Linked DNA regions of Zea mays: region 1 is linked to region 2. The links are chromatin contacts, called in public HiChIP or PLAC-seq maps. All regions are on one chromosome and are shown on one strand. Each heading gives the region's core, a stretch centred on a gene start, on an enhancer-like site or on the middle of the called end of the contact. The rest is flanking DNA. Distances are from core to core; before and after follow the strand shown.

What was found. HiChIP or PLAC-seq counts read pairs in DNA pulled down with a chosen protein or histone mark.
Region 1: an H3K4me3 HiChIP or PLAC-seq map of leaf shows a contact between it and region 2, with 5 times the contacts expected there. The contact joins the promoter of LOC100280226 here to the promoter of LOC103638155 in region 2. A contact is called at or near these places in 14 of 25 Hi-C or Micro-C datasets (bundle sheath, ear, endosperm and 6 more) and 1 of 3 datasets of contacts at active chromatin or transcription factors (leaf).

The regions. Positions count from the first base shown.
Region 1 is chr9:27,226,534-27,230,234 of Zm-B73-REFERENCE-NAM-5.0, reverse strand. It overlaps LOC100280226, which reads right to left and starts at 1,732. Exons shown (of 10, transcript NM_001153156.1): 1 at 1,631-1,732.
Region 2 is chr9:27,070,292-27,073,874 of Zm-B73-REFERENCE-NAM-5.0, reverse strand. LOC103638155 (probable receptor-like protein kinase At2g21480) reads right to left here and starts at 1,732. Exons shown (of 1, transcript NM_001407493.1): 1 at 1-1,732. The coding sequence starts at 1,516. It overlaps LOC100278437, which reads right to left and starts at 3,340. Exons shown (of 3, transcript NM_001152034.3): 1 at 3,120-3,340; 2 at 2,499-2,993; 3 at 2,081-2,366. The coding sequence starts at 3,254. The coding sequence ends at 2,268.

The sequences.
Region 1 (3,701 bases), core at 483-2,982, 160 kb before region 2:
ATGTCTGCATACTCGTGTGACTGCACAGGCCATGAACTAAGCTCAAACCGCCACAGTCTTGGCTGGCTAGGCATCAATTCTCCCCAAATTAAGGGCATTTACAACTCCATTTAATATAGAATCCCTTGAGGGGTCTTTGAGGGTTGACTGAAAAAATATTGGCTCTTCGCGAAGAGTTCATCTCTACATGACTCACTATATATATTCTATTACCTACATTTATGATATAGGGGCTCATGTTTGTATCATGCAGTCTTTTAACTGTTTCTACTTTGAAAATCGATCCGGCTCAGGGTTGTGCATGCCCTAAGCAGCAGGGTGGGCACCGCTACAACAGCCCAAAGAATATACAGAACTGCGTGTTTCTTCGCTTCTCTGCCCATACATCAATCACAGGCAGACAGTGAAGTAATTCTATCTCAAATCTTATCTTTGGAGGAAAACACAGACAATCTCTATGGACTTGTTTGGATGAACATGTATCTCCATGTGCGTTGGGGTGGATTGCCGTGGAATTTAAAATAAAATTCACACGAACCCTCTCCAGTCTCCATCACAGACCTCAATCCAGGCGGGAAAGGATATAACGGAGTGCACACGGAGACAAGTAACCCCAGAAGTAAAGAACGTAATCACAAAGAGAACAATTGAAACAATAAGAGTAGGGGAAAGACAATCACTCCAACAACTAGGGGGAGTTTTGAATGCACTAGAGCTAATAGTTATTTGGCTAAAAAGTTGTTAATGAAATTAGCTAGCCAAATATTGGCTAATTTGCTAAAAGTAGCTAATAGCTAAAAACTACTAGCTAGACTATTTAGATCTCTTCAGCTAATTATTAGCTCTAGCGCATTTAAAAACTCACTAAAAAACCATGAAGTACCTTTTGCTGGGTTGGCTTTCCACCAGCCATACATATCTTCGGCGACCCAACCCAACCCAAGGGAACAAGATAAACATACATGGCTAGTTTGGGAGCCAAAAAAATCGGAAGGACTAAAATCGCCTCTTATTCAATTTTGATTAAGGAGATTTTGGTCTCTCCAATCCACTCTACTCTGGTTTTCTGGCTCCCAAACTAGCCCTACATGTATGTTTGAACATTATGTAAACTAGTCCGTAAGAAACGGCACAAAGCAAACGGTAATGGCGCTGCTGGAGGAAGCAAAGATGTAGATTGCTACCGCCTTCCCGGCCAAGTTAACCGCTACGAGAAGGAGCGAGAAAGAGAAAAAAAGGAAAACTTTTTTTTGGACTTTCTCGGTAGAGCTTGGGAAAGGTAGAAGAGTTCTAGATTTGACAGGCACAAACCCTCAGAACAAAACTTCGCTCCCCTCAGACGGATTGAATTGAACACTTAGCAAAAACTCGATGCAAGCCAAATCGAAACGGCTAAGCGCGACCAAACCGCGACAGCACAAGGACCAGAATTCCGGCCTCGAAACCCATAATTCGGGCGCGGTGCATTGCGGGAACCGGCGCCCATCCGCCCCAGACGGCGGTATCCGGTGGGTATCCCACCACGAATCCTCTCCCGCCGGCGAGCGCACGAACTCCCCCCTCGCAACCAGTCCGGCAATCAACCGCGTGCGGAAAATCAAAGCGAAGAGGGGCGCAAAAAAGATCTCACCCCGCTTCCGCTGCCGCTTCCCTTCGTGCTGCTTCCCCTTCCGCTGCTAGATTATTTCCACTCCCCTCTGTTCTTCTCCTCTCCTCTTCTTGCGCCTGTCAGTCTGTGTGTGTTGGTGTGGCAGCCGTTGCCGGCGCTCCGGCCACCGCGCTAAATAGCTTCGCGGCGCCCGAGGCGAGGGTGACCGGCCGCAGCCGGTGGGGCGGCCCGCCTTTGACCGCTCGTCACCGGTCGCTGCGGCCCCACGGCGACGATCCCGGCCGTCGGATCGGGGCAGCAGCGCGCGGGGGAGGCGGATATTTACACGCGTTGGCCGGTGATTGGGTGGCGGTGGGGACCGGCAGAGGGAGCGGTCGGTCCGTGGCTACGTGCACCCAGCGGGTGTACACGTTAGCTTTGGATGGGCCCACGCGGGGGAGAGGGCGCGGTGGGGCCGTGCCAGATGCGCTGGGTCGGTGGGTGCTGCTTCCTCATGATATCGACCATAAGGCTATGAGTCCATCAGCCCATGCATAGACATTAGGCATTTAGGCAAATGTCTCGTAAGGGATATTATTATTATAATACATGTACGTTGTGATGGTATATAATTATATTTCATAATATTAATTGAGAAGGACGAGATCGTACCCGTAATACAATCAATGGTAAAGCGAAGTAAATCAGTCATATGGATCATCTCCAAAAAATATCGATAATAAATAAATTTAATATCAAAGTGAGCATGTTGTCTATAGATCATATATTAAATTGCTAATAATAAATATTACACTTTATTTTAGACAAAAGACTGAGAAAGATATGAGTAAAAAAGAACTCAATCCCTATTTTTATAGAGCTCTCTGTAGCTCGTCCTCCTTCAGCTAACAGAGTGTTACTATATGTGCACGACTTCCTGTCGTATTGGACTTGGTGGCTTCTCACGGTCTATATATAGTGTAACAGCCTTGATGACCTATAACTCAAGATATTGACTCTATATAAACACAAGGTATGACTGCGGGTTTCAAATACCCACAACATATTCCACTGAACTTATGCCCTTTTATTTTCTCGTAGACACACGCATTAAACACAATTCATGGACAGATTGAACCATAAAGATGTCTGACTACTGCACAATAATCTGATAGAGAAGAAAACATGCATCAACAATTATCAAACAGAGGCCATGAAAGGATTCATGATGCAGCATGCATGAGCCATGCATGAGTTGAGCGGTGTCCAGTATTGTCTTGCATCATGCACGAGAGTGGTTAATTTAGATCTAGCTACAAGAAACATATGAGCTAATGAACCAAATGCCTCGAACAGTAGCTGTCGGTACCCTGAATCAAGGGTACCCTCTTCTACAGTATGAAGGCGCTGCACCCGTTCGACATCTCCAGATCACACGGAGAGCGGCACCCGACCCCACCACATGGGCAGGCCTAAGGGCACCACGTGGCGAGGAAGGATAATACATCCCAGGAAGCACCGTTGGGTCCGGACCTCCGCAGAGGGACACCGGACCCCTGTGAGTACGAGCCTGGAGCTCCCGAGGAGACATGTCGGGTCCCCCCGAGTGAGGTCCGGGCCTTAGCAGGGTCCCGAGACGGAGAGGATCCCGACACAAGCAAGGGTTCGGTGCCGACACGTGTCCAGGCCTTGCCCTACGCTCCCCGCTCAGGCGGAAACCCGCCGCGGTCGCGTGGCTTGTGGCCCGTGACATAAGCCAACGGGCCGAGTCTGACGTAAGGCCCATACGGCTGTGCAGTCTTTGCATTTATTGCGGAGAGGACGCGTCACCTGCCACCACGCTGACGGACGACGCGCCCTCTCAGCATTTAATGCGTCCTGTCCAATTCACCGGCAAACGACGTCAAGGTCACCCAGCAGACGACGCGCCTGACCAGTCTGTTGGCAAACAGTGCGCCCGTGCCGAGCGGCGCACAATACCCATCGTCCCTTCTACAAGAAGCTTCCCCTGCACGCCGAGGATACGAAGATCTCGGGCGACAGGGCACAAGAAGATTGCCCCAGCAGCAAACATTGGTGGCTCCAAGCGCTATATTCTTTATGTCCCTGGGCC
Region 2 (3,583 bases), core at 483-2,982:
ACGAGAAGAAGCGGCCCAGACCCATGGTGGAGGAGAAGGTGTTGCCGCTCTTGGACCCGTACCGGCTGCCCTTGCCGGTGAAGGACTGGCCCGTGTGGATGGGGAGCAGCCACGACGAGAAGCTCTCCCGCCGCTCCCAGTCCTGCGGCCGCTTGTACCACTTCACCACCATGGCGCCCAGCCCCGCGAACGCGCCGAACATCATGGCGAACCCGACGGCCGCCACCGCCTTGCGCCCACCGCTCCCGTCGTCGGCCTTCTGCCCGTCCACGCCAAACTCGCCGTCCAGGCTGCCCACGGAGTTGCTCATCTTCAGCACCTCCATGCCGTTGAGCAGCGCGTCGATCCGCCCCGTGTCCTGCCCCATGGGCCCGACCTGGACGCTCAGCTTGCCGTCCTCCAGCAACGACGAGTTCACCACGAAGTCCTTGTAGTAGGGCGCCGCCAGCTCGCCGCCGGCCACCGTCGACAGGTCCAGCCCGGACACGGCCTTGCGCCCGCCGATGTACACGTCGAAGTAGAGGTCGTTGGTGGCCTTGCTCACGATGTCGGCGAAGAAGAGGCGGACCAGGTAGCTGAAGGACGGGTCCACGTCCACCTTCCACGTCAGGTTGAAGTTGGGGCTCCCCACGTCGGCGTCCGCCATCCTGGCAGCGCTGGCGTACACCAGCGCCGGCGCCACCAGCCGGGACGTCCCTTCGGGGAACCTGATGGTGCTGGTGGGCACCGACACGTCCTTCACCGCCTCCTTGGACTGCACGTACGCGGCGTCGGTCTCCCACCGCCGGCCCAGCGTGTCCTTGGCCGGGCCGATGGCGGGACCGCCGACGTTGATCCGGTACAGGACCTGGTACGCGTCGTGCACCAGGCCGGTGATCTCGCCCAGCGGCGCGACGGCCAGCGCCGAGTCGGTGACGAGCTCGTCGGGCGCGTTCACCACCTCGATGGCGTTGACGAAGGCGGCGGAGCCACTGAGCGGCTGGAACTTGAGCGCCAGGTGGTTCTCGGTGGCGTTCACCAGGTACTCGTTCATGACGGGCTTGTCCCCCGGGGTGAAGCTGTGGAGCAGGACGTTGTCGTCGGTGACGACGCTAAAGGTCACCGACGCGAGGTCCACGTCGCCGCCCTTGAGCGGGAAGAAGTAGAGGCGGATGAAGTGCCAGCCCGGGACGGTGAGCGGGAAGCTGTAGACGGCCTCCTCCTTAAACACCCGCGCGGTGGCGTACAGCGGCGAGGGCACGTCGGCCTTGTCGTCGGCGGCGACGCGGATGGCGTCGGTGGCGGAGAGCAGGTGGTTGGCCTGCGCGTCCGTCTTGTACGACTTGCCGTCGGCGGTGAGGGGCGCCGTCCCGCCGCAGTCGATCAGGAAGCTGTCTTTAGGCGTGAAGCTGGACGGCGTGGGCGGCGTCTGCGCGCCGCTGTCGGTCACGGGCCGGCCTTGCCCGGACACGGTTGCCGCCGCCGCCGCCAGCAGTAGTAGCAGCAGCGCCAGCGGGAGCGTCCCGCGGCGCGTCATGGCTGGTCCAGCGCTTGCTTCTACCTAGGTAGCTAGCTAGCGAGCTAGTCTAGCGTGTCTGCTCGTCACCACCGACCACCGGCCCGCACCGGAGGGCGGCAGGCCTCGTTGTGACTGGGGTTGGGTGGGTTGTTTTGTTGACGGTGGCGGGGCCCTCTCACCCTCTCCCTGGTTGGTGGGCCCAATCGGAGGAGAGGGAGGAGGGAAGCGGTGAAATGGCGGGTTATGTGGTGGCTACCGGCTTGCCAAGTTTAAGCAGCCGCCCGCTATGTTTGGGATGGTGGCCAGAGCCCAGCGCCGAGGCGTGCGCTCCACAACCCGCCAGGTGCATGCTGCCTATTCTTGGAGACGCGTCGGCGTCGCTTTGCTTTGCTTTGCTTCCCTTTCCTTGGGGGGACCCAACCCAAATGTGTTAGCACCAGACGTGGTCACGTGGGTGAGAAGTGGAAGACGCTGCTGCAAGACTGCAAGAGCAAGGGCAGCAGATCCTCCCAGAGTCCCACTGAGCGCCGCTGGAGAACCTGAATGCTCCACGGAAACAAGTCATTAGGAAGTTCTTCTTCATTTGATAGACGAGAAAAATGCTGCATTCATGGACCATGACAATACTTTACAACTAATGGTGGACGGAAGTAGATCAAAGCAGAGTACAAAAACAATACAAAAAATATATATATATATATGGCTTGTACACGATCGACCAAGATCAGTTAGTTCATCGCCATGCGTGTTACTGCCAACTTCCACTTCTTCAGCATCCAACCATGAACCACCGCCTGCTCGTCTTGCTGCGCTCCGCCTTCCTCTTCTCCTTCTGGCACGCGCATTTTGTTTCTTGCAGTTTCTTCACCTTTTTTTTTCCAAACCAAACGAAACAAGGTCAGATTTTTCAACGTTTTGTCGCCTCTGTATTCGTTTACCAGTGCGCAGAAATCGGTCAGAGTGTCTTTGTCGTCGTCGGGGAGCGGACTGCGGAGCTCACCTTGGTGGGCGCGTTAGGCTTGCTGCTGGTGCTGCGGTGGAGCTGGCGCGCGCCCCGCTGCAGGATCTCCACGGCGCTCCAGCTCCCGCCGGCCGCCGCCGCCGCGGGCTTGCTCTTGCTCTCGTTGCCGCCGCCGCCGCCGCCGAACGCCGCAGCAGGGGCCGGGTCCACCACCGCCACCGGCGCGAGGTCGGACCACGTGGCGGGGTCCTCGACCTGCGGCACCGACGAGGAGGTCCCCAGCACCAGCTGGTGGGCGGCGTGGCCGGCGGCCTTGCCGCCGACGTCCAGGTCCAGCTCGCTGCTGAGCTGCCTGATGCGGGACTCCAGCAGGTTGAGGCGGTCCATGAGGTCGCTCCGCACCTGCACGTGTTGCAGCGCCGACGGCAGGGACTTGGTGTGCTGGTGCTGCGGCGCCGGCGCGCGGCGGGCCGGGGCCGGGGCCGGGTCGGCGTGCGACGGGCGGCGCTGCTGCTGCTCCTCCAGCTGCCGCAGCTGCACCAAAATACGTGCGCATGGAGTCATCAGTCGCTTCGCATCAATGTGCCCGCGTCATCGGCGTGCATGGACCATTCATGGATGTATGTATACAGTACAACTACACGTCGGGATCGCACGTACCCGGAGGTCGATCTGGTCGAGGCGGCCGAGCAGCTGGCTCTCTGCCGGCGGCGGGGGCGGGGGCTGCGGGGGAAGGCCGTACCCGTAGCCGCTGATGAGGACACGGCGCTCGGAGCCCACCAGCACGTCCGCCATGACGGACGGACGGCTCGCAGTCGCACGCGATCGATCGAGTTGGTTTATGTGACGGTGACGATGACGCCGCCAACTGCAGCTGCAAGGACGACGCGCGTGCCACCGTCAGTTATAAAGGCACGGTGGTGAGGACTGAGGAGCACGCAGGCCGGGTCGTCGGTCAAAGATGATCGGGGCAGGGCGGCGATGGAGGAGCATGCAGTGGCATGGCGTCGTGGCGACGACGAGGTGTAGCGGAGCCCGGCATGGTCGGAGCTGAGAGATCGGGTCTTAGACTCGGCCGAGTCAAAGAACGTGGGAATATTTCCTTCCCGGGTGTGCTACACTGC